Linked DNA regions of Mus musculus: regions 1, 2, 4 and 5 are each linked to region 3. A link is a contact called in public Hi-C, HiCAR-type, Micro-C and promoter capture Hi-C data. All regions are on one chromosome and are shown on one strand. Each heading gives the region's core, a stretch centred on a gene start, on an enhancer-like site or on the middle of the called end of the contact. The rest is flanking DNA. Distances are from core to core; before and after follow the strand shown. Region 1 holds the start of Atp8a1 (ATPase, aminophospholipid transporter (APLT), class I, type 8A, member 1). Region 2 overlaps Atp8a1 (ATPase, aminophospholipid transporter (APLT), class I, type 8A, member 1). Region 3 holds the start of Kctd8 (potassium channel tetramerisation domain containing 8). Region 4 holds the start of Shisa3 (shisa family member 3). Region 5 overlaps Grxcr1 (glutaredoxin, cysteine rich 1).

The links. Promoter capture Hi-C pulls out the DNA fragments that hold promoters and counts their contacts. A called contact is a pair of places that touch in the nucleus more often than the background predicts. HiCAR-type assays count read pairs that join an accessible place to other places.
Region 1: a contact with region 3 is called in a promoter capture Hi-C map of hippocampal neurons, with 4 times the contacts expected there. The contact joins the promoter of Atp8a1 here to the promoter of Kctd8 in region 3. A contact is called at or near these places in 1 of 39 promoter capture datasets (hippocampal neurons), 2 of 115 datasets of contacts at active chromatin or transcription factors (astrocytes and embryonic forebrain) and 1 of 9 other capture datasets (embryonic stem cells).
Region 2: a contact with region 3 is called in a HiCAR-type map of astrocytes, with 7 times the contacts expected there. The contact joins the enhancer-like site here to the promoter of Kctd8 in region 3. A contact is called at or near these places in 2 of 39 promoter capture datasets (frontonasal cranial neural crest and hippocampal neurons), 1 of 484 Hi-C or Micro-C datasets (cerebellum) and 1 of 115 datasets of contacts at active chromatin or transcription factors (astrocytes).
Region 4: a Micro-C map of embryonic stem cells shows a contact between it and region 3, with 5 times the contacts expected there. The contact joins the promoter of Shisa3 here to the promoter of Kctd8 in region 3. A contact is called at or near these places in 2 of 39 promoter capture datasets (hippocampal neurons and liver), 1 of 484 Hi-C or Micro-C datasets (embryonic stem cells) and 1 of 115 datasets of contacts at active chromatin or transcription factors (astrocytes).
Region 5: a Hi-C map of cerebellum shows a contact between it and region 3, with 4 times the contacts expected there. The contact joins the enhancer-like site here to the promoter of Kctd8 in region 3. A contact is called at or near these places in 12 of 39 promoter capture datasets (the C10 cell line, the HPC-7 cell line, cranial neural crest and 8 more), 3 of 484 Hi-C or Micro-C datasets (brain, cerebellum and cerebral cortex), 1 of 115 datasets of contacts at active chromatin or transcription factors (stem cell-derived neural progenitor cells) and 1 of 9 other capture datasets (pancreatic islet).

Annotation. Positions count from the first base shown.
Region 1 is chr5:67,844,327-67,848,819 of GRCm38.p6, forward strand. Atp8a1 (ATPase, aminophospholipid transporter (APLT), class I, type 8A, member 1) reads right to left here and starts at 3,105. Exons shown (of 37, transcript NM_001038999.2): 1 at 2,836-3,105. The coding sequence starts at 2,884.
Region 2 is chr5:67,750,591-67,755,444 of GRCm38.p6, forward strand. Atp8a1 (ATPase, aminophospholipid transporter (APLT), class I, type 8A, member 1) reads right to left here. Exons shown (of 37, transcript NM_001038999.2): 16 at 423-495. Among named protein-coding and RNA genes, the nearest start is that of Gm46914, 50 kb to the left of the region's middle. Within about 2 kb of position 2,216, at least 44 of the 459 cell types and tissues checked have an H3K27ac peak or open chromatin away from gene starts, as enhancers often do. A contact at or near this core is called in astrocytes and cerebellum, where this site is marked.
Region 3 is chr5:69,340,305-69,344,724 of GRCm38.p6, forward strand. Kctd8 (potassium channel tetramerisation domain containing 8) reads right to left here and starts at 1,405. Exons shown (of 2, transcript NM_175519.5): 1 at 28-1,405. The coding sequence starts at 997.
Region 4 is chr5:67,606,253-67,611,217 of GRCm38.p6, forward strand. It overlaps Shisa3 (shisa family member 3), which reads left to right and starts at 1,631. Exons shown (of 2, transcript NM_001033415.3): 1 at 1,631-2,432; 2 at 4,784-4,965. The coding sequence starts at 2,156.
Region 5 is chr5:68,147,178-68,151,677 of GRCm38.p6, forward strand. All of the region lies in intron 2 of Grxcr1 (glutaredoxin, cysteine rich 1), which reads left to right. Among named protein-coding and RNA genes, the nearest start is that of Grxcr1, 120 kb to the left of the region's middle. Within about 2 kb of position 3,019, at least 10 of the 459 cell types and tissues checked have an H3K27ac peak or open chromatin away from gene starts, as enhancers often do. A contact at or near this core is called in cerebellum, where this site is marked.

The DNA of each region.
Region 1 (4,493 bases), core at 1,855-4,354, 1.5 Mb before region 3:
GCCACATTCCTGAAGTCTCATGTAAGCCTTGCTCATTTTTAACCATTTCCTTCAAGCCATTATGATTACCTTCACCACTTTCCAGCTCTGAAACAGATGGCAATGTCCTTGAAGAGCCTGCTATCTGCAGCTAGCAGCATGACCTTTGAACCTGTCCTAAGTGTGACTGTTCTAGCACCTGGACCTCCTTAATCAGGATCCACATTTAACACGATCCCCTTCTGATCCTCCACACCTGAAGCTGGCACTACAAGTGGGCTCTGCAGTCAGTCCTACCTACTCACTGGCTCATTATTAAGCAAAGACCGAAGTCCTACACTTCCATAGCATGTGTGCCACCCACAGCAAGTCCTGTGTTCAGTTAACAACCTACCCACTAAGAGGATCTGCTGCCCACTTTATTTAAGCCTTTTCTTTACACCTTGGCTGTAAACAACTTTCAAGTGCACAGTAGCTGTGCGTCGGGCCAATCTAGACTGGGGGAACAGAAATCCACACAAGTCGCTTCAAATGAGGAGGAATGCCTTAACCCTGCATAGACTTCTGAATAGCAAACTAGGGCAGGGGGCCTAAGGTCAGGCCTCCATACTAGATCTCTTCCACTGAGGCTCTTTACCCAGTTCCTGCTGCCTAATTTGGTATTACTTTCAGGGCATACTACAGTCATCCATTTTCTCTCCTACTAGCCCCCTTCAATTCTGCCCCCTTTGGCTTCGATTTTCATTCTTCCTCTAACTTTAAGTTCCCCAGTAGTGATATAGTAGCATGGGAAATTATTTATTTATTTATTTATTTATTTTACAAATCCCCAAGGTTACAAACTTGTGACTCGATTGGGGTTGGCTGCCTTTGTGTCAGGCGCCCATCCTGTTCTAATGGAGGCCAGGGTGAGTGCAGTTTAGAATAAGGCCTTATCTAGCAAGAAAGAGCTGTCAAAGGAGATTGTTCCCTCTGAGAGGAACCTGTGGAAGGCCAATCAACAGGCCACGCCCCTCCTCCTCCCTCCCAGCCCCCAGTCCCAGAGATATTATCTGCTGGCTCATATTAAAGTGAAATCAACCAATCCGGAAGAAGGGTCATTCCGGAGGCGGAGGCAGCAGGAGGACCCTGACACCGATGGATACTCAGGGCTGCACAGACTCAGCAGCAGGAGCGCTTGTTTTCTTTCTGAGCCCCTGATACAGTATATCACTGAACTAGCTGTTTCCCTTTGATCAACTCATTGAGCCATTCTGAGCCAGGTCTCCTCAGCCATCCTCCTCCACTTTCAACAGCCTCCAGAAGTGGTGCAAGAGCCCCATAAGGCAATTGTTGTGAAAGCGCTCTGAACACAGGAGGTGCCTACCGCTGCCTCTCCATGCTACTGTATATTCTGTCAAAGTGACAGCAGCTTTACCTTGCCTTTAGATTTCTTTCTCTTCCCTCCCTCCCCCTTAATATATGACCTGCTGGTTGCTAGTATTTAAAAACATCAACTGGCGTGATAAATAATATTTTAACACCAGTTATCCTAACTTTGTTGCTTCTATCATTCAGACTGTGGTTAGTGCATTCATTCATTTTCCTCGAAATTGAAAAAAAAATACGCTTATATACTAAATTCTTAAGATGCAGGTCAGTTTTGATTCCCTTGTCTCTTGCCTACATATTAGAGCCCGGAATTCCTATTTTTCACATGAGGTCCTTACAGCTCTTACTACTCCCGCCCCCAGAAATCCTATTCTCCTTGCTTCTACTCCACCTCCACCACCCCGTTATCATCTATCTCACGGTCAAGATGGGGGCAGGGATGAGAATCAGTGACGGTAACAAGATAGATTATTTCTCAAAATAGTGCCATTCCACAACGTTGAAGGGCAGAGTTACTGGAATGGAAAAACAGACAAACAAAAGAAAGAAAATAAAAGTATACCGTTTCCTTTTTGTCCTAGTAAAACCAAGAGGTGTTTATTGAAAGCCTGCCACACGCCAGACAGGAGGAGAAGGGCTCCTCAATCAGGGTGCACAGCACCATCTCAGTCTTTGCCAAAGCGTCCTAGCCCATAACCTAGGGCATCTGTTGCACACTTCCTACAAGTGGAACCACTCAACAGCTGGCCCTGGGTGGAGCAACAAAAGCAGCATGCACCTTACTCAAGTCAGTTCAGTCGGCCGAAGTGCAGGCTTCAAGCAAAAATGAAAAACAAAAATGAAACCTCAAACTAGAGCCCGGTGAGCCACAGGGGGCAGAAGTGCAGAGACTGGAACGCAGCCTGGTATCCACTGAGCACCCAAACCCAATTAAGGCTCTTCCAGCCTAGAGATGCTGGGAACAGTGGATCAAAGAATCTGCGACGCCTGGGAATGGCAAACCCGCTCTTCGGGAAGCTGTGATGTGGGGGCAACACAATGGTGGGCGCTGGAGATAGTAGGTTGGAGGGATCTATTCATGGGCACGGGTAAACTCACTGGGAACAGGCAGATTGCAAAGATTGTGCGCTGTTGGCGAAGGAGGAGAGCCGGGCGAGTGCTCTGGGAGACAAGGACTGAACAGTCGCGTTGCGGTGTAAAGGAAACCTTGGGGCTCCCGCCAGCGCATAAATTCCGAGGTTTTGGATCCTGGAAAGCATTTGCTAGTGCGCTGAAGGCAGAGCTGGCGGAAGGGTTCACTGGCGATCAGGGGCGACAACCAGACTACTGGGAAAAGGAGGAGGGGGTGTAGATGGGATGAGGTGTCTCTTCCCGGCCACACACACACACACACACACACACACACACTCACGTCAGACCCCAGGCTGCTAGCACCTGCCCCCACGCACTCTGGGCGCACAGCCTCCTGCTGCGGCGGTCACTCACCTTCCGCGCGCGAGCGGATCTCCGACACTGTCCTCCGCATGGTCGGCATCTCGACAGCCCCTGCAGGTGGGTCTCGGGCGGGGACCCTGCACCTGTCACGGCGCCGCGCGGGCGGGAGAGCTGGCTGCGCCGCGCAGAGGGCTCAGCTGCCGCGGGGCCGCGCCTCCCACCCAGGGCAGCGTCGCCGCCAGGAGCCGCCTGGGCACTGGACGGGAGGGGGAAGGCGGCGAAGGAGCTGCGTCCGCAGAGCCGCCTAGGTCTCCCCGCAGTGGCAGAGGAGCGGGCTCGAGGGGCGGAGCCGGGGACGGCGCCGGGGGCGGGGTCTGCGGGGCGCGCGCTCACTCGCTGGCCTCCTGGAGTGGGGCGGGGACAGGGCCGCCGAGCCTCCAGGTCCCGCCCAGTTCGGACCGTACCATCCGCGGGGAGGGGACTTCGATCTAGCATTCTCGGCTTCTCGGCCCACCTCGGCCCTCCTTGAGGCCAGTACAAGTGTCCCAAGCCTTAATAAAAGAGGAAGAGCTTCTTTAGCTCTGAAAGCTCTGGCATCCCCTACAGCCACCTTCTGGCTCTACAATGCGATAGAACCGACCGTCCTCAGCGCCAGGGTGTTGGGTTCGGTGTGGGCAGCTTGAGTCTAAGCCTCTGAGACTCTGTGGGTGACGTCTCTGCTGATGTGGGGGGACCCTGCATTCGCCCTCTGAGTGGAATCCTAGCCTATCTCAACACCCAGCCTGACTCCTGGCCTGAGATGAACGTGAACCCTCTGTAGTAGCAGGCTGTGAGACCTGAAGCCACTGGAACGGTTCCTCTTGTCGTTTTAAGGCTTCCAGCCACACAACCTGCGTGGGTGTGTGAGCCCGTACTTCCCACCAGTTCGTCCTCTGCAACCTGTTAAGGCTCTGAAACTGCAACCAAACCAACTGTTGACCACGTGGTTAACCAAGCAAAAATTATGCTGTTTGTGGTTTCTGCTCCAGAAAGTTCGATGCAGTAGTTTATCCTCAAAGCCTAGTGGGGCGTCGGTATAAAATCCATAAAGATGTTAATTACAAGTCGTTATGTCCTAGAGACCAGCACGACCTCAGTGCCTTTTATTTTGTGTAGTAAAATCCAATCTAACAAGTCGAAACAAATGCAGTATTTTTAATTTGTTCCCGATTTCAGCCTCGAGATAGGATGAGGGGAGCTTTGTGTCTAGCAAGCTCCTGAGCAGGGTAAGAAAGGAATAAAGGTAAAAGGTACTGGCTTCGTGTACTGTTCTTCTGGGCACCTAGCGGAAAGAGCCTGTAGCAAGGCTTTTTATTAGTATTCCTTTGAGATCCAGAAAGGAGAGATGGGTAGAGGGTGAACGAGAGAGAGAGAGAGAGAGAGAGAGAGAGAGAGAGAGAGAGAGAGAGAGAGATATGACTGCAACTCGAGCATAAGGAAAAAGACAAATAAATAAAATCCGCTAATAGCATCTTCTCTCCATTCGTGATAGTTCCTCTACTTCCCGGAAGATCTCATTCACTAATCAGAGTTCTACCTCACTCACTCACATTAATACCCAGGCGGTCAATACATATTTATGAGGAACCCTCTCCACTTGTCTCTTATTCAGTGGTTGGGATCAGAACAAAGGAAACATATTATTTCCAGTGTGCTTGGAATCTCCTTAG
Region 2 (4,854 bases), core at 966-3,465, 1.6 Mb before region 3:
ACTTTGAGATCATTCTGCACTGGTCTGCTCTACCCTCCCTATTTGTTATATCTACAAGGCTTTCGTTCCTCCTTAAGGGTTTCCCCAACTCTGTCCTCGATATATTCTGCAATTTCTTCTAGTTTTAATATCTAAATTCTGTTTAGTCTAACAGTACCCCAAATCCCCCTCCTATTTGGGGTGGGGGACACAGAAAAATAGACTCAGTAAAATCACAGCAGAGAGTTCTTCAAATCTAGGAAAAAGATATAAGCATCTGGACACAGAGGCATTGAGGACATTAACACATGTAAAATAAAATAAATCTAAAAAAAAAATCATGTAAGTAAAAACATGAGGGGACTAACCATGAAGGAAATTCATTCCGAGACGTATTCATTAGTGCTCACCTCCTAGGGACAGATAGCACTGAGGTCACTTACGTGGTTATTCTGGAGATTGTCCAGCAACGACGGGTCATTAAAGGTTTTTTCATCTCCAAACTGTGAGCTCTGCCTAAAGGGAAAAACAAAGCAAAGTTGGTTCACTTGTATAGGCCTAACTCACCCACTGCTAGTGATGAGTGATTACTCTCAATCCATTCCAATAACTGATCTATTCCTTAATTCAGGTCAGACTGGAAGGGACCTATGTTCTTTTCAGTTCCATCTCCAAACTCAACACATAGTCTAGTGCAGTAGTGATTAACATGTGGGTTGTGACCCTTTGAGAGGTCCAACAGCCCTTTCACAGGGGCCACGTATTAGATAGCCTGAATATCAGATATTTACACAGTGGCAAAATGACAGTTATGAAGAATCAAGAAAAGTAATTTTATCGTTGGAGGGGTCACCGTAATGTAAGGAGCTGTATAAAATCAATGCAGCATTACGAAGGTTGAGAGCCACTTAGTCTAGTTATCTTTCCCCAGGAAGAGCTGTACAGCAGGTTCCTCTAGGCAAAGATTGGAAGGCAGACTGTCCTCCAAATTCGTGCCCCTCTAACAACAGGCCTGTGGCTAGCCAGTCACTCTTAGACCTTGCTTAACCTCTAATTTCTGCTATCCCCAGCCTTTCTGACTATAATATAGTCCAGTCATTCTCCCATGACCACGTATGTTCCTGTCTCAGGTCCCTGGAGAGATGAGATTTCTTCTTGTATTCTAGAATTAGTTTTTGCTTAGTGCATAGCTTCGGGATGGGGTAAAGTCTAGATCCAAGACTGATGTAGCCCGTGGGCGGTTACTTTTAGTTCTCACATGCTACAATGTTATAATGTGACCTCGGTCCTCCAACTCCATAGCTCTTCCTTCTTAGCAGACCGGAAGGTCATACACCCTGCTCTTGGGCAGCCTGGAACCATTCTCATTCACTCTCCGGTGAGACATTCACAAGGCTCTCTGCATTTCATTCTTTACATCCCTCGATCTCCTACTGGCATTTTCCACAAAGTGGCTTGCTTCTTTTGCCTTCCAAAAGTCAGGAGTGTGTTTCAGAACTTGGACCACTAGGTGGCAGGTCCTCCCTTCACGCCTCTGCTCCAGCCCAGTTTTCTCTGGCTCATAAACCTTTCCAAATGGAATAGGGTTTGAAAGGAGACTTCTTGGCATTCTTCCCTTAAGTTGGTCCAAGGAACGAAACCCATGGGGGACCACAGGGCAAGAGCTCTCCAGCCACAGGGAGATTACTGCTGGTATAGGTGATCTGCCAGGCTAAATGGTACAAAACCATAGAAACACGGCTAATCATTGTCCTATAAGGTCTGGACTGATGCTTGGCTTTTAACAAAGCAGTGATCTGACTGCTGGGGCCAGAAAGTCCTTCAGCTGAGGATACATTTGAACACATAAAGCTGCATAATAATTACCTTATGGCAATTATCACAGAGAAGCTGAGTCGCAGCTCTGGGAGAACTCATCTTTCTATTCAAATGATTCAGTTTTTAAAATGATAAAAATCTCAGTCCCAGGAGAAAGGTGTATTTTTCTCTCTTTAATACTTCCATGACTAGTGTGGATTAAAACAAAACAACACCCCATTGGTCTTGGAGTCTCTTCAGGTTTGGAGGCCGGGTGAACGGGAGCCACTGGCACATGCTCCCCGAGATATTGTGTGACAGACTGGATGTAAAGAAAGAGCAGTTGAGAGAGCACTTGCACAATGTGTCGGCCTGGACAAGCTCACTGCCCACTGTACAGCACCCGTGTAGAGGCTGGCTTCCTGATCCGTGCCACATCTCCCGGACGACCTGAGGCAGAGCTCCTTTGGTAGCGCAAGTCAGTTTTCTGAGGCAATGAACACGGTTGTACAAAGCCTGTTTGCTCAGCATCCTCTCTGACTCAGGGGCTGATCTCTTCCCTAACCTAGTGGACCTGCCTCAGCTTAAGGGCTTCTGGCCCCAGCAGTCAGAGAACTGTTTTTTAAAAGAGTCTGTACCTCTAGGATTTTTTTAAGGTCCTGTTCATTGGTAGTCAAAACTGCTTGCTGGTAGATTTAATTTTTTTAGTAATGAGTTTGTTACTCAGAGTAGTTAAGTCCAAGAATTTGAATGGGTGATTAAATGCACTGTTTTGGCTAGATAATGGTTGGTTTTGATCAAAGTAAATGAGACTCAGTTTCCTGGGTGACTGCAAGTATTTCTGAAAGCAATTACAAAAGAGGAGTTCTAAAATGCTGTGTGAGAGTCTGCACTGCTGAAGAAAGAGCCTGCCAAGGGGACTCCTTTGAAGACTGATGCTAATGGAGATGGGTTAGCTCTCATTATTCTAAGGGCACGCCTGGAAGAATGCTCTACCCAGCCTACCTTCTACAGCAGAATAAATAAATGCCACTCACGCCACACATAATTATAGGCTAGGTAAAATGAGAAAATAACCAAGCAGAAAAGAGAAACTTGTTCAACCTGCAGATACTATAATAATACAAAAAAACAAAACAAAAACAAAAACAAAAAACCACTGAACGACTGCAGGGCCAGCTCTAAGGCAAGCTCTCTGTCACCCCACTGTCATTTACTTGAAAAATAACAAGAACATAACGTGTGACTGTATCAAGAAGTTAAGAAAAAACAAACATATCTACTTAGATTTGCTTCAGAATAATAAGGGTAGAAAGGCACAGGAGGGATAAGGGTGACCCAGGGCATAGCCTGTTAAAATAACTGATGGGGACATTTGTTCATTCTGCTTATATTTAAACTTTCCAAAATAATTTTTTAAGAGAAAATGATTATGAATATTTGTGGGTTTTTGAAAGTAATCATGTGATAACTTATAATTACATGGATGTTTTTCTCTCTAGTCCTTCCAATATTGATACTATCAATTTAGATAATGGTTTTTAATAGAAAGGAATTGGTCTCCAAGTCTCCACGTTTGTTTATGGTTCTTGGCAACAACAGGAAACAGTGCCAATTCTAGAGTTAGTAGCTATGCACTGGGAAGTCATAATCTAGACAAATCACTTATATTAATACATTTTTAGAGGATTTCAGCTATTGCACAGTCTTTAATGCCAAGAGTATATTTGAAAGGGTCTTTAGAATGGACCAAATATAAACACATAATTTTCACATGTGGATTTTCTTAACATTTTTGTGGTGAGTGCCATTTCAAGCAGGACAATTAAACAGACAGCTACAAGCTTGCTACGTGGCATTCAGTCAACTTCACATTGCCAGACAAAGCTGCCAAGCAGCTATTGAGATGACTTCTAGAGTTTTGGAGAGAGTCTTCCATAGTCTCTCCTCCTGCAGCAGTAGCATAGAGCCACTGTCACATATGCAGAGCACAGGGTTCCACCACGGCCACAGTTGATCTTGGTTTTCTCAGCAATATAAAACCAATTAGATGAGGCCCTTGGAAGTATGGAGTCTTGTATGAGCTTCTGAGTTAGGGTTCCTCAACTCAGTCAAACGGTAGATGTTCAATTTGCCTCTCCTTAACAACCTCAGCAATTCAACTGAAATAAAATCAGTTAGGGCTTGAAATGCAAAGCTATCCCGTGCTCCAAAAGAAACACAAGTCTTTCAAGTCTACAGACGTGTGACGGCACTAACACACCTTTCATAATCAGGCTAAGCCAGGATTACCTCTGGCTCTCACCCATGTCCGCTGGTTGTGTTCTTGGGGAGACTACTTACAGGCTTCTCTCTATAAAACCTATCAACTTGAAAATGATCATGTCAGATAGATGGTGCAGACTGAGAATTATAGTGCCACCAGCACTAGCCTTCTAGTTAGGGCTTAGTTAATTGTCAATGTTTCCTACTGATTTAACGGCTAATGGTGGTCATAGTCTTCCAATAAGTCTACTCAGGTAGTTAGTAACTTGTGTGAAGGACAGGTCAGGGTCTAAACATTGATGGTCAGAGTCCAAAGCTCACATGCATGGCCACTCCACATAACCCTACACAGAACCTCAAAAAAAAAAAAAAAAAAAAAAAAAACCCTGCATCTTTACCTTTGCAAACCTACAAGTGTAGACAGAGACCCCCCCCCCCCCCCAAGTATACAAATAAACAAAGTGCCTTTTCCATAAAATGATACTCGTCTTTCCTGGTGCACTTTTAGACTCAATGGCAGAGTGAAAATACATAATTCATGAAAAAGTTGTTATATTTCATTTGAACTTAGATTCCCCCCCAAAAGATACTTTAATGAAAAAAAAAAAACTTATGAGCAAGATAAATGACATAACCCCTTTTCCAACAGTGGTTAGTGGCATGAAACAACCCCTGCTCAAAGTCTAATGTTTTAAATGATCTGGGAAAATAATATAAGACTTTGGAGAAAACCACAGCGAGACTAAGAAAAAGGAGTCATGTCTCTTAAGAGAGATATGTGTATCAATTCTACAGTACTTAATGGTATTAAAA
Region 3 (4,420 bases), core at 155-2,654:
ACATAGGTAGCTAGGTTGCTAACTTACGGAAGAAGATGTATTCAGTGTAACTGCTCCAGATCTTGTCGTCTCGGTACTGGTTGACAAAGGCGGCAGTGCCAGAGGAGTTGCACGCCACCATGTGGAAGCCGGCCTCAGACAGTCGATCGAACGCCTGCTCCAAGTAGGTGAACTTGAGGTAGAAGCGGGATGTGTACTTCTCAGGCTGACGGTCAGGGTCGCGACTCTCATTAAGAGTGTCCCCAAAGACCTCCTTGGCCAAGGCTATGCGCCCACACACCATGATGCGCGCCACACGCCTGAACTTGGCATCTGCCTGGTTATCTCGCACCGTGGTGTAAGAGCCACGGTAGCCCAGGGTGAGGAACCCAGAGCGCTTGTCCGGAGCGCTGCCACCACCGACTACACCACTGACACCATGTGCCCCAGAGCCCGAGGGCGCGCCAGCCGCCGCCCCACGCAGCAGCAGTGCGTCGCTGCTGCCCTGGGAAACGTTGTCCTCCAGGTCGCTCTGGCAGCACTCATCGTTGAGCGAGTTCTGCTTGGTGACCTTGGGCGACAGCAGCTTGACCAGGTCGGTGAGCTGAAAGAACTCTGCTTCGCGCAGGAGCCTCTCCTTCTCGGGAAAGTGCTCGGGCAGTGCCAGCTGCTTGTCGCGCAGGTAATCCAGCACGTACCTAAAGAGGAAGCCGTCGCGGTCGATGAAGAAGCGCGCGCGGCTGTCCCTGGGCAAGTCGCCCCGGCGCCTAGCGCCGCCCCGGGGACTAGAGGGTGAGAACATGCTGGCCAGAGTGCTGTCCGGGACGCTGAGTAACGTCGAATGCTTGGTCACATAAACCTGGCCGCCAACATTCAGCTCCACTACCTCGGGGAAGGGCGACGGGGCGCAGGGCCCCGGGGCGGCGGCCAGCGGAGCGCCGGGAGAGCTGGACGCGGACACCATCTCGCTGATCGGGAGGATGGTGCTGCCGCCGCTGCCCGTGTCCTTCAGAGCCATGGTCCCAGCCACCGGCCAGGTGACCCAGGAGAGCCGCACGGAGTGCTTCCCAGAGCCTCGAGGTCCCGGGTCCTCGGCGTGCGCCCGGTAGCCCTGCACTCTCTGGCTGGCCGGCGCGGTCCTCAGGGCACCCGGCGCTGCTCAGGGTTCCCGGCAGCAGCGGCGTCGGAGGCGCCCAAGCTCCATCGGGGAGAGACTCTCAGGAATGGACCTCCGCGAGCGAGCACGGCTGCTCCTTTAGGGTGACCGACTGCAACTGTGCGAGAGACTTGGAGAGGAGGTTCGGGGGCTGCGCGCGGCTCTCCGAGGGGAGGGCAGGAGGCGGGGCCGGAGCGAAGAAAACTCACCCCCGGCTGCAGGCGAGCCAGCGCGCCTCAGCCGGGAGCGCCGGCGCCGGCGCTAACTACTAGCAGCCCAGGAGGTGGCACTGACGTCAAGCTCCGAACTGGGACTGGAGCCACAGCTGTCATTTAAAGGGATAGGCTCTGGGGCTGGCCTGGCGACTCCAGAGCTAGGGAACTGGGATGAGGGCAGGGGCAAAAGGAGAAAGACAGGATGGGACAAAGCTGAAGAGGACAACACAAAGAATCCAGAGAAAGTGGACTACAACTCTCTTCATTGCAACAGAATCTCATTTATTTTCTCTCCGCACCCCGCCCCCAATTCTTTCTTATCTTCCTCCTTAACAAAACTAGCTTTACTCTCTTCAAAGAGAGGGCCTATAACCTGAATTCTCAGCTATTGTGTTGCAGATACTGGCGTTTGGGCTGTGTTTGTTAAAGGGCTGGGGGCTGTGAGCTAGGTGGAGTTGAATCCCAACTATTGTATCTTTAAAGTGTGTGTGTGATTGTGTGTGTGTGTGTGTGTGTGTGTGTGTGTGTGTGTGTGTGTGTATACAGAGAGAGAGAGAGAGAGAGAGAGAGAGAGAGAGAGAGAGGCAGATCCCCCTTTACCTATCCCTTGGCATCAAATGACGTGATTGTAACTGATATTCTACATCCTGTTAGGATTTAAAACTCATAAGTTTGATTCCATTTCACAAAAGCAATAAAGGACTATGAGTAACAAAGCAACTCTCTGCAACCAAGGTCACAAAAGTTGATGCACAGAAGTTGAGGAAGAGACAGAAAGGGGACAATTTTATTTTATTTTTTTCTAATCTTGATCCTCCTGATCCATCCTTCTTTTTATTTCCCTTGCAGTCTCTCAGAGCAAGAGGATGACTTATGCTTTGTTGTCTCCCTAACTCTAGTGCTCTGCTCACAAATACAAATCAGCGTTATTTGTGATGGAAAAAGAAGACTGAAATTCAGAAGAGAAATTCCTTTCCATTGCTAGATAATTTAACAGGCTGTCCAGCACTAGGTGTAACTTAATGACCATAAATGGGAATCATTGTCTTACAAAATGCTAAACTGAATATGGAGTTTTGAGACACAAAGGAGTTTGCTCCAAAAGTATTTATAAATAAAAATTACATACAAACTTTACTGTTATAATCCCCACCCCAAATGCTTCTCTATGGTTCCTCCCACTCAAAATCACCCAAATAGTAATGGATTTGAGATTCGGGTATAACCTTACATTTTCATAAATGATGAATATCCTATTATTTGGGCATTACAAACTATATTTAATTCATTGATTCTTATAAGCCGCATCCACAGAGAATGCTACATCAATTTTGAAAGTTAGATTACCTGAGGCAGCCTGAGCTTAATGGACCAATGAAAGGACACAATACTTTTGTCAAATGATTAAGACTTAAAAGAAGGCTTGCAATAGGCATGTTCACTGACTCCTCTTACTCAAACATAATACCTCATCCTCAAGTTATGTTGATAAATAAAATTGAGAAGTAAAATTGATTTAAGTCCTTTTTTTTTTTTCTTAAATGCTTAAATAGAACGTTGGAAACAATCCGAAAAGGTACATTGTCTTCTACCTCATTTGAAGAATAAGAAAATATTTGTCCTTTAAAATAATGGTTTCTGGAAAATGAATTAAGAAAAGTTTTATAACTTTCATAGATGAATAAGTAATAATGCCTCAAACTGCTACTAATGAGGCCCATTTATCATGAAGTAAATGTCCCGAATGATGAGGATGGTGCAGACTCTTGCATTCTAATGAAATGGATATACAGACAAATATGAATATGGACACAGAAACAAGAGATTACTGATGCTATCAGCTTAAGATGTATTTTCATTGGTGTTACATAAAACAAACTTATGAGATGGTCAGAATTTTATACTCTAAGTAAAATCACTCTAGTAATTCATAGTAAATCTCATTGCGAGTGGTATTGTGTCACATATTGCTTTTGAAAATTATCTCTTCAACATTGATTGAGTGTTTCTCCTTAATCTCTTCCTTCTGCATACCTTCTTTCTCATCTATGCTCTCCAACCAAACTCCTGACTGAACAAATAGAAAATTGGAATGTCTCTACTCAACGTGCTCTCTGCTGTAAACTCCTTTCTTCTTCCATCTACTCCCTTCCCCCTGCTTAATTTTTCCTCCCAGTTTAAATATTACTTACTCTAGAATATCCATATCCCTTCCATGATCTGACCAAGGTGTTCCCACCAGACCCTGTGCTTATGTATGGATAAGCACTGGATTTCTGTCTTCTCTCTCTGCCAGGCTGCAAGTGTGGCAGGCAGCCAGATGCACTATTTGATCCTCAGGGTGGTGCCTAGCACCAGGGAAGCAGCCACTTTCTATCTGAAATATACACTGCTTGTAAATGGAAGAACATTTCATCGCCTGCATGATGGGCCATCAGGATAAGTGCAGAAACTGCAGAAATAAGTAAGATGTGGTCCTCAGTAATTAGAATCAAGACAAAGAACAAATTTTCTAGTCAAAATAAACTCAACAAAAAAAAGGAAAAGCAGAGTCCGGATTGTAATGAACCATTTGGTACACTTAATAGTGAACAGTTACCACAACCGGAACCATTTCCTTCTAAACCACCAGCAGTATTAATGCTCCCCAGACCAATCAAAGAAAAAAGGGGGGAAAAGGTGGGTCCTTTAAGATCTGCTGCTGTACAAAGGCAGGGCATCAGATTTCTCTGTCAGGCAAGTAAGTGATGCACTTCCCTGCCAGAGAAATCTTCCAGCACCTTTTTAAAACAACTGAGTCAAACCAGTGTGTGTGTGTGTCCAATTGCACAGCAAATAGCTATATAGGATATATTGTTCCACAGCATAATACAGAAGTGATTGGTGATCTAGAATTGCAAAGGAACTATTGTGTTTAAGCAGGCAGAAACCAAGTTAAAAGCAGGAACTGTGTCTTCCTTGATTGCAGACAAAGAATATAAACAGGTAACTAGGAGGTTTAGATAGAATTAGGTTAAAATCTAACCAGCTTTGTAATTTCTGCAAGTTATTTAATTTCTGAAATAGTTCC
Region 4 (4,965 bases), core at 381-2,880, 1.7 Mb before region 3:
AAAGATATTAAGTAGTGTGGCTCTGGAAAAGTTATTAAGCGTTAGTGTGTCTTCGAGTTTGATTATTTTATTATGATCCTTGTAGCTCATATTTGCTGTGGTTTTAAATCTTTTTCTCTTTATTTTCCTGAAAACAAAACCAACCTCCCTGCTGCCCCTAAAAAACTGGTTTGGTTTTTTGTTGTTTTTTGTTTGTTTGTTTGTTTGTTTTAAGCAGCCTGAAAGCCCGGTGACAGCATTTTTTTTCCTATATAAATAAAAATCCATTAACCACGAAATTTCTACTCCACATGCTTCAATTAAATTCTTAGTTAAGGAAATTTGTTTGCCTAAATGTAATTTGGCTTTACTTAACAGTTTGATAACTTATTATTGCCCCCCAAACATTTATTGTGGAGCAATGCAGTTATAATTTTACACAGTCCTACTCAGTAGTGGCGTGTTGGGTATTTATTTTTATATTTAAATAACAATCTCAATATTTAAGACCTGAAGCTAGGAGTGGTTCTTTACCCGGGATGGAATTTAATTTAGATACTTAAAAATAAACCGTTTTATTCAGCACCGAAGTTTTTCTAGAAGCCTCTGGGACCGTGGGCAAGCTGCGGGTGTAATAAATACTTCTGACCGCGTATACTTGTGTTGGCGGTGCTCTGACAAGTTCTTCCATTTGTTTCAGGAGACTTGCTAATATCTAAATCGGTGACAGGGTGTTCAAAGCGTTTGACAAACCGTGTGGCTGAGACGAACGTCCTCACACGTACCGAACCAATAAACCCCGGAGAGGAAACACAGGTTGCAATAAAAATAAAGTCTTGAGGTTAGCACCGGTTTCACGTAACTCTGGCTTCACAAGGCTCTCCCTCGGCTAGAGGAGCCATGCCCTGCAAACAGCCCACAGGGGACACATCATTTAAATAAATGTGTTTCTTTGCCCGAACAGAAGTTCAGATAGGCTCGATTATCATTAATTCTGCTCTTTTATTTCCTTTGCGGGCGCGGAACACCGAAATCCTGGCCTTTGAAGTGAGGCTGGCGGGGCTGACCCGGGTCCTCCCCGGCGCCGGCTCAGCGGTGCGGGAAGGAGGCGCCTGAGCGTGAACTCGTGGAAGCTGGAAAGGAGGGGTGAAGGGGTGGGAGTGAGGTGCAAATGTTGGTGACCCTAAAAATCAGGTTATCGGAATCGAACGAATCCTCAGAATCGGCGGCCCAGGGACAAACTGAGTCTGTGCACAAGCCGACAGAACAGTTAGGGGACTTCAGACGCCACGCTCGTTTTTTAAAAGAAACCCGTGGAACTCAAGCGCGGCGCAAGTCCCCTCGTGAGCTGGCAGGCGTGGACGGAAGCGGGACCGTAGTCTTCCTCATCCTTCTGCAGGTTTTCCCCTGGCTATGTGACAGCTAGGTGGCAGGCTCGGCCTGGTCCCCTCGGGGTCACCGCCAAGGCCCGGGGTAGCGCCGTGGGTGGGGGCGGAGGGGAGACGCGCGTGAACCTGCGGGCGTGCGGACCGCATCGCGGTGCACCCGCTGTGATTAGCTCGCGCGGCGACCCCGGAGGGCGGACTTTCCTCACCCTCGAGTCTCCTCCTCCCTCTGCCTTTTTAAGGGACGCCCTCCAGGCAGAGCTGTCAGCCACCCCAGGCCCTCTGCACTTGGCCGCGACTGGGCTGTCTCCCGCCTGCGTGACAGTCAGGGGCGGGAGCGGAATTAGCCGTTGGTCCCCGAGACCTGCACGTGGAGAGCCAAGCTCAGTTCCCGGCTCTGCCGGGTACCGGGCGACAGCCCACGATTGGGACATTGCCCGGCCCTGGAGTTGGTCGTTCAGGGCTCGACGGCCCGCAAGAATAGCGGCCTGGCCCCGGGTGCTCCTAGCGCGATGAGCCTGGCTAAAGGCGGCCGCTGCTTCAGTCGCAGCCTACGCGGTGGCCTCCCGCGATCCCTGGTCCCCTCACCCTCGCGCACCATGCTGTCCTCCGGCCAGCGGAGCCCGCAGAGCAGCCCACGCCTCCTGCCCAGCCGCTGCTAACCCACGAGAACGCGTTCTTGACCGGGAGGTCAACCGGCCGCGTGGTGCCTCGGGGAGGCGGAACCTTGGTCCCCCGGAGCTCCGGCTCCGCCCTCGGATTCTCCAGCTGCCACCGGGCGCGGGGCGGCGATGGGGGCGCTGCTGGCGTTCTGTCTGCTCGTGGGCTTGCTACGTTGGGGCCCGGCGGGCGCGCAGCAGCCTGGGGAATACTGCCACGGCTGGGTGGACGCGCAGGGCAACTATCACGAGGGGTTCCAGTGCCCCGAGGACTTCGACACGCAGGACGCCACCATCTGCTGCGGCTCGTGTGCGCTGCGCTACTGCTGCGCGGCAGCCGACGCCAGGTTGGAGCAGGGGGGCTGCACCAACGACCGCGGAGAGCTGGAGCATCCTGGCATCACCGCGCGTAAGTGCGGCATCCCTGGGCGGACATGGCTCGCCCACCCGACACAGGCACGCCTTACTAGCTCGGGCCACAAAGTGGACCACCTCTGGGTCTGGGGATTGAAGAAAAAGAGGGTGATCGTATTTCAGGTCAGGGGTCCTATCGCTTTGCAGTTTGGGTCCCGGCTGCACGTGATGCCCATGGTTCGGCCCTAGGGAAAGTTTGCAAGGGTTCGCAGGAACTGCTGGTCTGGCGGGAACCTGGTGCTTCTAGGGTAGACAGCTGGAGCTAGGTTGGGTTTCCTGGGCGCTCTGGTCAAGTGGGGGAACTCCGGAAGTGCGGGTGCCAGGGAACTCGACTCTGATCACCCCCTTATTTTCTTTTGTCGAGTAGTAGCATTTCGTCACTCTTCCAACTTCCTTACAATTCTCTGCATCCAATTACCCTCTCTAGTCCACCCCCTATTGTCACGCTTTTCAGAAACACCCAAGTCTTTGGAGGTGAGGATTTAAAATTCCGGGTCACAGGGATTTCTCAGGCCCCCTATTCTCACGTCGGAAAACACGGGTCAAATTTCCGCTCACTTGTCCACTTGCTCACTTAAGAGGTGAATAAATCAGGACCCCAGCTGAGGAAATTTACACCTTGAAAAAAAAGTTTTCCACTTGAGTTGGAACATCAGGGAAACCTTTTAAGGCTCAAGGCGAAGGTTTTACTGCCAGGAAACCCGAGAAGTGTGTGGAGCTGAGAGCCTGTGTCTCCCCAGGACTGGGAGGTGGCAGTGTGGGGCCTGCACACTCTGATCCCCAGAAAGACAGGGAGAGAGAAGCAGGTCCTGTCGTCCAAATGATAACTGAGAGGAGGGAGGGGTCAGCATCAAACAGGGTTTTCCTCTGGGGTTTAATTTTGGCGGGGAGGGGAGAGTGTTAAAAAGCCCACTTCTGAGGACCTGGGAAGTAGTTTCTAGACTACATAGCAGAAAGCAGGAACTCAGGGCTATCTTAGCATGTTAGAAAAACCAAACTTCTCTGCTTCTCTAGGCAATGCTAAGCCTGCCTCCTGAGTCGGGAGGGGGGTTGTTCTCCAAAACAGAGACTAGAGGATTGGAGCATTCTCCCCACTTACTGAGTCTGAGATCAGGCCAAACCAGATGGATAGTGCTCTGCCTCCTGCCAGCACTTTAACCTCTGGTGACTTAACTACGCTGGGCCATTTTTCGAATTTAAAACGGGCATATTGCCATCAAAGAGTCAGTTTATTGATGACAGTAGCATACAGCTGTTTGACTCCAGTGCACAGGGAGTGCAGGCCAACTTCACCTGGCCTTCTATACCACTGGTACTCACACAGAGACGGAGACAGGGGGGTGGGGGGTGTAAGGGATGCCGAAGAGCTCACAGTTAGCAGCCCATGGGTAGCTGCTACCTGTCCTACCCTGGCTGAGTCTTTAGAAAATATATGTATTTATATCTGGATAAGAGGGAGTTGCTATCTCTCAAGGCCTCTGTGATAAAAGTTCAACCTGATACAGAAAATCAGGCTCGAGAGCCTTAGTAAACCCACGTGTCCAGTCTGCTGCCCGGAAGCTGGAGCCTGCCTCTCAGTGTGGTTCTTTCACACAGGGGAGAGACCAAGGCAGCTGCCCTGATACCTCTGGAAAAGAAAGCCTTATTTCTATCTGCCTTTTAGAGATGGAAGCAAAGGAGAGTTTGTTTGCTCTGCCTTGGGGATGTGCTCAGAAAGAAGTCTGGGTCACCAGTACTGAGAACTACACACTGTTCTTTCTGTGGGTGGGAATGTAGACACAGAGGTATGATGTCTGGAGTCAGGACTGATGGTTTGTGAGATGGTGGGAGACACAGTAAATTGGGGCTCACTGTGGATTGCTTTCTCCTGCTCTTTCTAGAGCTCTGTAACACCCCGGGGCTTCATTCAACAGGCTTGGTTCTCCTGGCTTAGACAGGAAGCATTTGGACAGGAGATGGATTGTCAGTCTAGGAGATGGGTTAGACCTTTAAGTGTCCCACCATGATCAAACCCCTAAAACCTAGATTTAAATGCACATTCATGGTGATCCCCCAAACTTACCCTCTCCCTTCAGTGCACCAAGAGGACGATATAGGCTTTCTGACCTCCAGATGTTCAATATGATGGCTGATTGCTAACAGAGGCTACAGCACCAGTTTGCTTCCTCCCTGCTAGGAGTAGCAAGAGCATTCCATCACCATGGTTTGTACTTTGGGGGTTGCCAGTCACAGGCAAGCTGACAGCCATGATGAGCCTCTGCCTCCCGTCTCTAAGAGGCCAGAGCAGAGGGTAGGGTTTGAGTGACTTGTACCCAGCATCTGTGTATGTCTGTTTTTGCCTTTTAGAACCTGTCTATGTCCCCTTCCTGATCGTCGGCTCCATCTTCATCGCCTTCATCATTTTGGGCTCTTTAGTGGCTATCTATTGTTGCACCTGTTTGAGACCCAAGGAGCCCTCTCAGCAGCCCATCCGCTTCTCGCTCCGAAGCTATCAGACAGAGACCTTGCCCATGATCCTCACCTCCACC
Region 5 (4,500 bases), core at 1,769-4,268, 1.2 Mb before region 3:
AAATATTTTTTTCTGCTGACTGATTAAATACCCATACTGTTCCAGAAAAGCAATTGACTAAATTTTTCAGTTTTCAGCAATGTTGTTAACTAATTGTTCTTAGGTTTTTATTTGCTTCTGACTCTTCAGGGAATCCTCACTAAAAGCTAGATAAATCTCCCATAATAAACAACATTTCAGCCATCTTACAACTGAACTGAAAACTTCCATAGCCTGGGGAAAAATGCTGAAAATTCATGTGATTTTTCTTCAGATACTCACAGCCAACCATTGAACTGAACCCTGGGACCGCAGTGGAAGAGTTCAGGGAAGGACTGAAGGAGCTGAATGGGATTGCAGCCCCATAGTAAAAACAAGATCAACTAACCAGACCCCACAAAGCTCCCAGGGACTAAACCACCAACCAAAGAGTACACATGGAGGGACCCATGGCTCTAGCTACATATGTAGCAGAAGATTGCCTTATCTGTCATCAGTGGGAGGGGAGGTCCTTGGTTCTGTGGAGGCTTGATACCCCAGTGTAGGGGGATGCTAGAGTGGTGAGGCAGGAATGGGGGGTGGGTGGGGTACCTTCACAAAGGCAAAAGGGGAGGGGGATAGAATGGATGGTTTGTGGAGGGAAAACTGGGGAGGGGGACAGCATTTGAAATGTAAAAAAATAAAATAACCAATAATAAAAGATTTATTTACTGTGTGTGTGTGTACCTATGTGAGAGTATGTGCACCATGTTGCTGCAGAAGCCCATGGAACCCAGAAGGAGGTGTCAACCCTCTGAAATTGGAATTAGAGGTGGTTATAATCTACCATATGGGTTCTGATAGTCAAGCCTATTCTATAAGAGTGGTAAGGTCTTTTAACTATGGAAGTATCTCTCCAGTATTTCTTTTCAATCATGATGAATAGGCACATGTTATGCTAGATTATGTTTTCTCCACGAGTTTAAAAAGAACTATCATTAGACAATCTATGCTTCTTTACTGTTGCATAACCTTTAAAATGTACTTCTCTTTTATTTTTGACCATTACGTGCAGTATGGTTAAGTCCTGTGAAGTGGTAGCTGGGTATGGTGTGCTTGTTGTTCACGGCTTTGATCATTCTTTTCCGTTTAAAAACAATATAGTATGTCTTATTTCAACTTACAGTAGCATTATCTAAACTTAATGGAAAATATTGTGGTTTAACATCCCCCCCCCCCAGAATAACTACAGCCATTTTGTTCCATACCTTCCAGCTATTTTATATTGTTATTTTAACATGCCTGTCAGTTGTTGACACAGAAAAAGAACTTGACTCAGAACAAAGTCATGCTGATCACATATTCTGTACTGTACTGTACTGTACTGTACATCCCGAGCTTTGTTAATCTTAAGGAATTCCACAAAGCTTTATGTAGGACCCATCAAAGTCAATACGAACTTTATCAAGGTCAATACGAACTTTTATGGCTTGAGTGAGAGCTGACACCAGGCAGAACCTCCTGCACCTACGTATGAGCTCATTGTTGGTTTTGTGGCTGATACTGAAAAATGCTACTAATAAGCCAAAAAATTATGATTATAATACTCATGCTCTGTTATCTCAGTGTTCTGAAATTCCCATTCACCACCCATCCACCACCCCTCTTACCTCACTCAGGAGCACTCAGAATAAAGGTTAGCTGATAACACTTTGTCTATGAAGCTAAATTGTAGTACTGTTCTCTTGTTTGCCTTTTAAACTTTTGAACCTGTTCCCCCCCCCCCCCATAAAAAACCTTCCCTGAGAGCAGACTGGTACCACAATTAGGTTCTTGATTCCTTTTTGTGGTCTTGGTCTGATCATAATTAGGGTGCGCATTCAATAAACCATCCCATCGTCTGACTGAGATCAATGATCATGTGGTTTGTGGAGCAATTCCTAGACCACAACAGAAAATAGTTTTCTGGATTCTACAGATCTATCATTATTTGTTTGTGACCTGACCTTTGTGGGCCTTGCATGAGTTCGTGGGGAATTTATTCCTGTGATTGGCACTTGACAAATTCCCAATCAAGTGTGACGCATACTTCCAGATTTTTCTTTATTATCTCATGTCATCCCTACATTATATTATAGCCATTTATTAATGAGTACATAGACTTTTCGAGCACACCAATTAACTGTTTAAGTTAACTTGTAAATGGAGTTTTTAGAATTCTAATCTGTTCTGTCTTAGTGATTTAAGTTACTGCATTAAAAGTCAGTGTATGCAAAGAGAATTTGGGGTGAGGCGCAACACACAAAAATCGTAAATCCATTACGGAGAGCAATCCTCAGACTTTTGCCAGCTCAATCCTCAATATTTCAACAACAACAACAACAAAAAAAAACAAAACCAAAATAAAACAAGACAACAAAAACCTTACTGACTTGATAATATCAAGCTCATATAACTTGATATTAACGTAAAGAAACATGACGTTCAATGACAGAGAAAATAAGCTCTCCCAGATCCTCCATTTTGATGGTGTAATTTTTGTTATGAAATGTTAGGATTACTCTCACTGGGAAATTATATTTTTCAACTACAATGAAAATAGCGGTTCAATGCTAATTACATTAAGTGAAAGACATTGTCTTTGGCAGGCATTTTCTAACACCCAAGGGTTTTGGCTGCATATTTGCCTAATAAGTAAATTGTTTTAGTTAATTCTGCAGCTGAGTTTTCTTGCTGGCCCCCAGAAGCCTGTGTTGTACTTTTTGACATTGGTGGGATATTACTACACCTGTTTTGAACAGTTTTCACATCTCAGTGTTTGATGCAGAACTCTATAGATGCCAGGTAGCTTTTTACACTCTGGAGACGACCCAGAGCTTAGTCCTGGAGGAAATACTCACTTTGTCAGCAGGGCTTAGGTGGCCTGTTTCCAGGCATTGTGGATGTAAGCTCCCATTTCCGGTGGGCATGGCAATCGTAGTGACAAACACTAATTGGGCACATATTTTGGCAGGCTTGGAGCTTGGTTCTAGTTGAGTTCTTTCAGTGCCAAATGTACCATCTGGTCTCCTGATTACACAGCAGAAGGAATCCTTACCAAGCAGGATCTCTCAGTCCTAGCCTCCTGGTCCTCCCTGAGACTGACTTGGGAGTGCTTATCTACTTGCTTCTCTGGTCCTCTGACATTCTTCCCTGAAGCCACATCATCATGATCTTTCTAAGCTCACAAGTACTCAAGGTGATATTCCCCTGGTTTACTTACCTTCGTTGAGGTAGTATTGATGATAAGAAACACCTGTTTAAAATTTAATGCGTATTTACTCTGCAGTTTTGGAGATAAATAATACAGTAAATATTCATGAGCTGTTGATGGTCCACAGAACACTGTGCACCTAAGGATGTCACAGGCCTCTAGTCATTGTAGCTTGGTGTGCAGTGAGGCAAGTATGGTCTGAGGATGACTGATTTTCCTGGGAATCTCAAGGATGCTCCATTCACACTTACCATTTTCATTAGGTTTGAATGGTGTATTGCAGTTTTTTTAATGGTGAGTGAGGAGAAGGACAGAGGAAAGTTTAGGCACTGGATGGAGATCCTGTGTAAAATTCTAAGGAAGAGGGGAGTGAACAATTCAGGAAGTTACAGTAGGAAGAGACAACACTGGGAGGAGCTGCCATTTGTGAGCCGTGCTGAGAGTGTGGGTTTTATGTCAGTTGTGAGAAGACTGCTTAACACTCCATATGTTGTATGCAACAAAACAAAGATAAATCCATGGCAGGGAGTCAATTAAGTGAGAAGAAAAAGAGCCTTTAAGTAGGAAGCTAAAAGTTTTGCAGGCTGGTTAAAAGAGCGAGAGCACTTTTTTAAATAGCATTTATTGAAAACACAATTTATGGTCAGTAGAAAGCAATGATATTACTTGTTGTGTGAGCCATTTCATCTCTTACCTGAGCTGGTGTTTAGACTCCTGTGCTAAGACAGGCTTTTTTTTTTCTTTTCCCCCCTGAGGAGCTGTTTGAGAATCTAATGTAAGCCTTAACCATAGCTATCATTTAGGGATGAGTTTGGGGCATTTTCTTCTTCTTGAATTAGTAAGTACATTTTTTATTGTTATGCCATGGTATAGATCTGTTACTTATGTTGTATTCTTAGTAAGATGAAGTGATATAAATAAGTAAATATGATCAAAATCCAAATAATTCATAACATGGGCATTCATATGTTATACAATGAATATGGACACACACACACACACACACACACACACACACACTTAATGAGACAGAAGCTATCCTGGCACACATCATACAATGAAGCCTGAATAACTGGGTAAAATACAGTTCTGAAAATGGACAGAACTAAACTTGTTCTCTTCAGTTCTCTGGCATGCCCATGTTGATGTGGAGTCCATGAAGCACACAGTGCCAGTCCTGGAAATTCAGTGAACAGCAAGTCCCAAACACACCAGGATTTCATAGTCTCCAGACTAAGAGTTTTAGATACTGTTTTCTCAGTGATCAGCAAGTCTACAAGGCAGAAGGG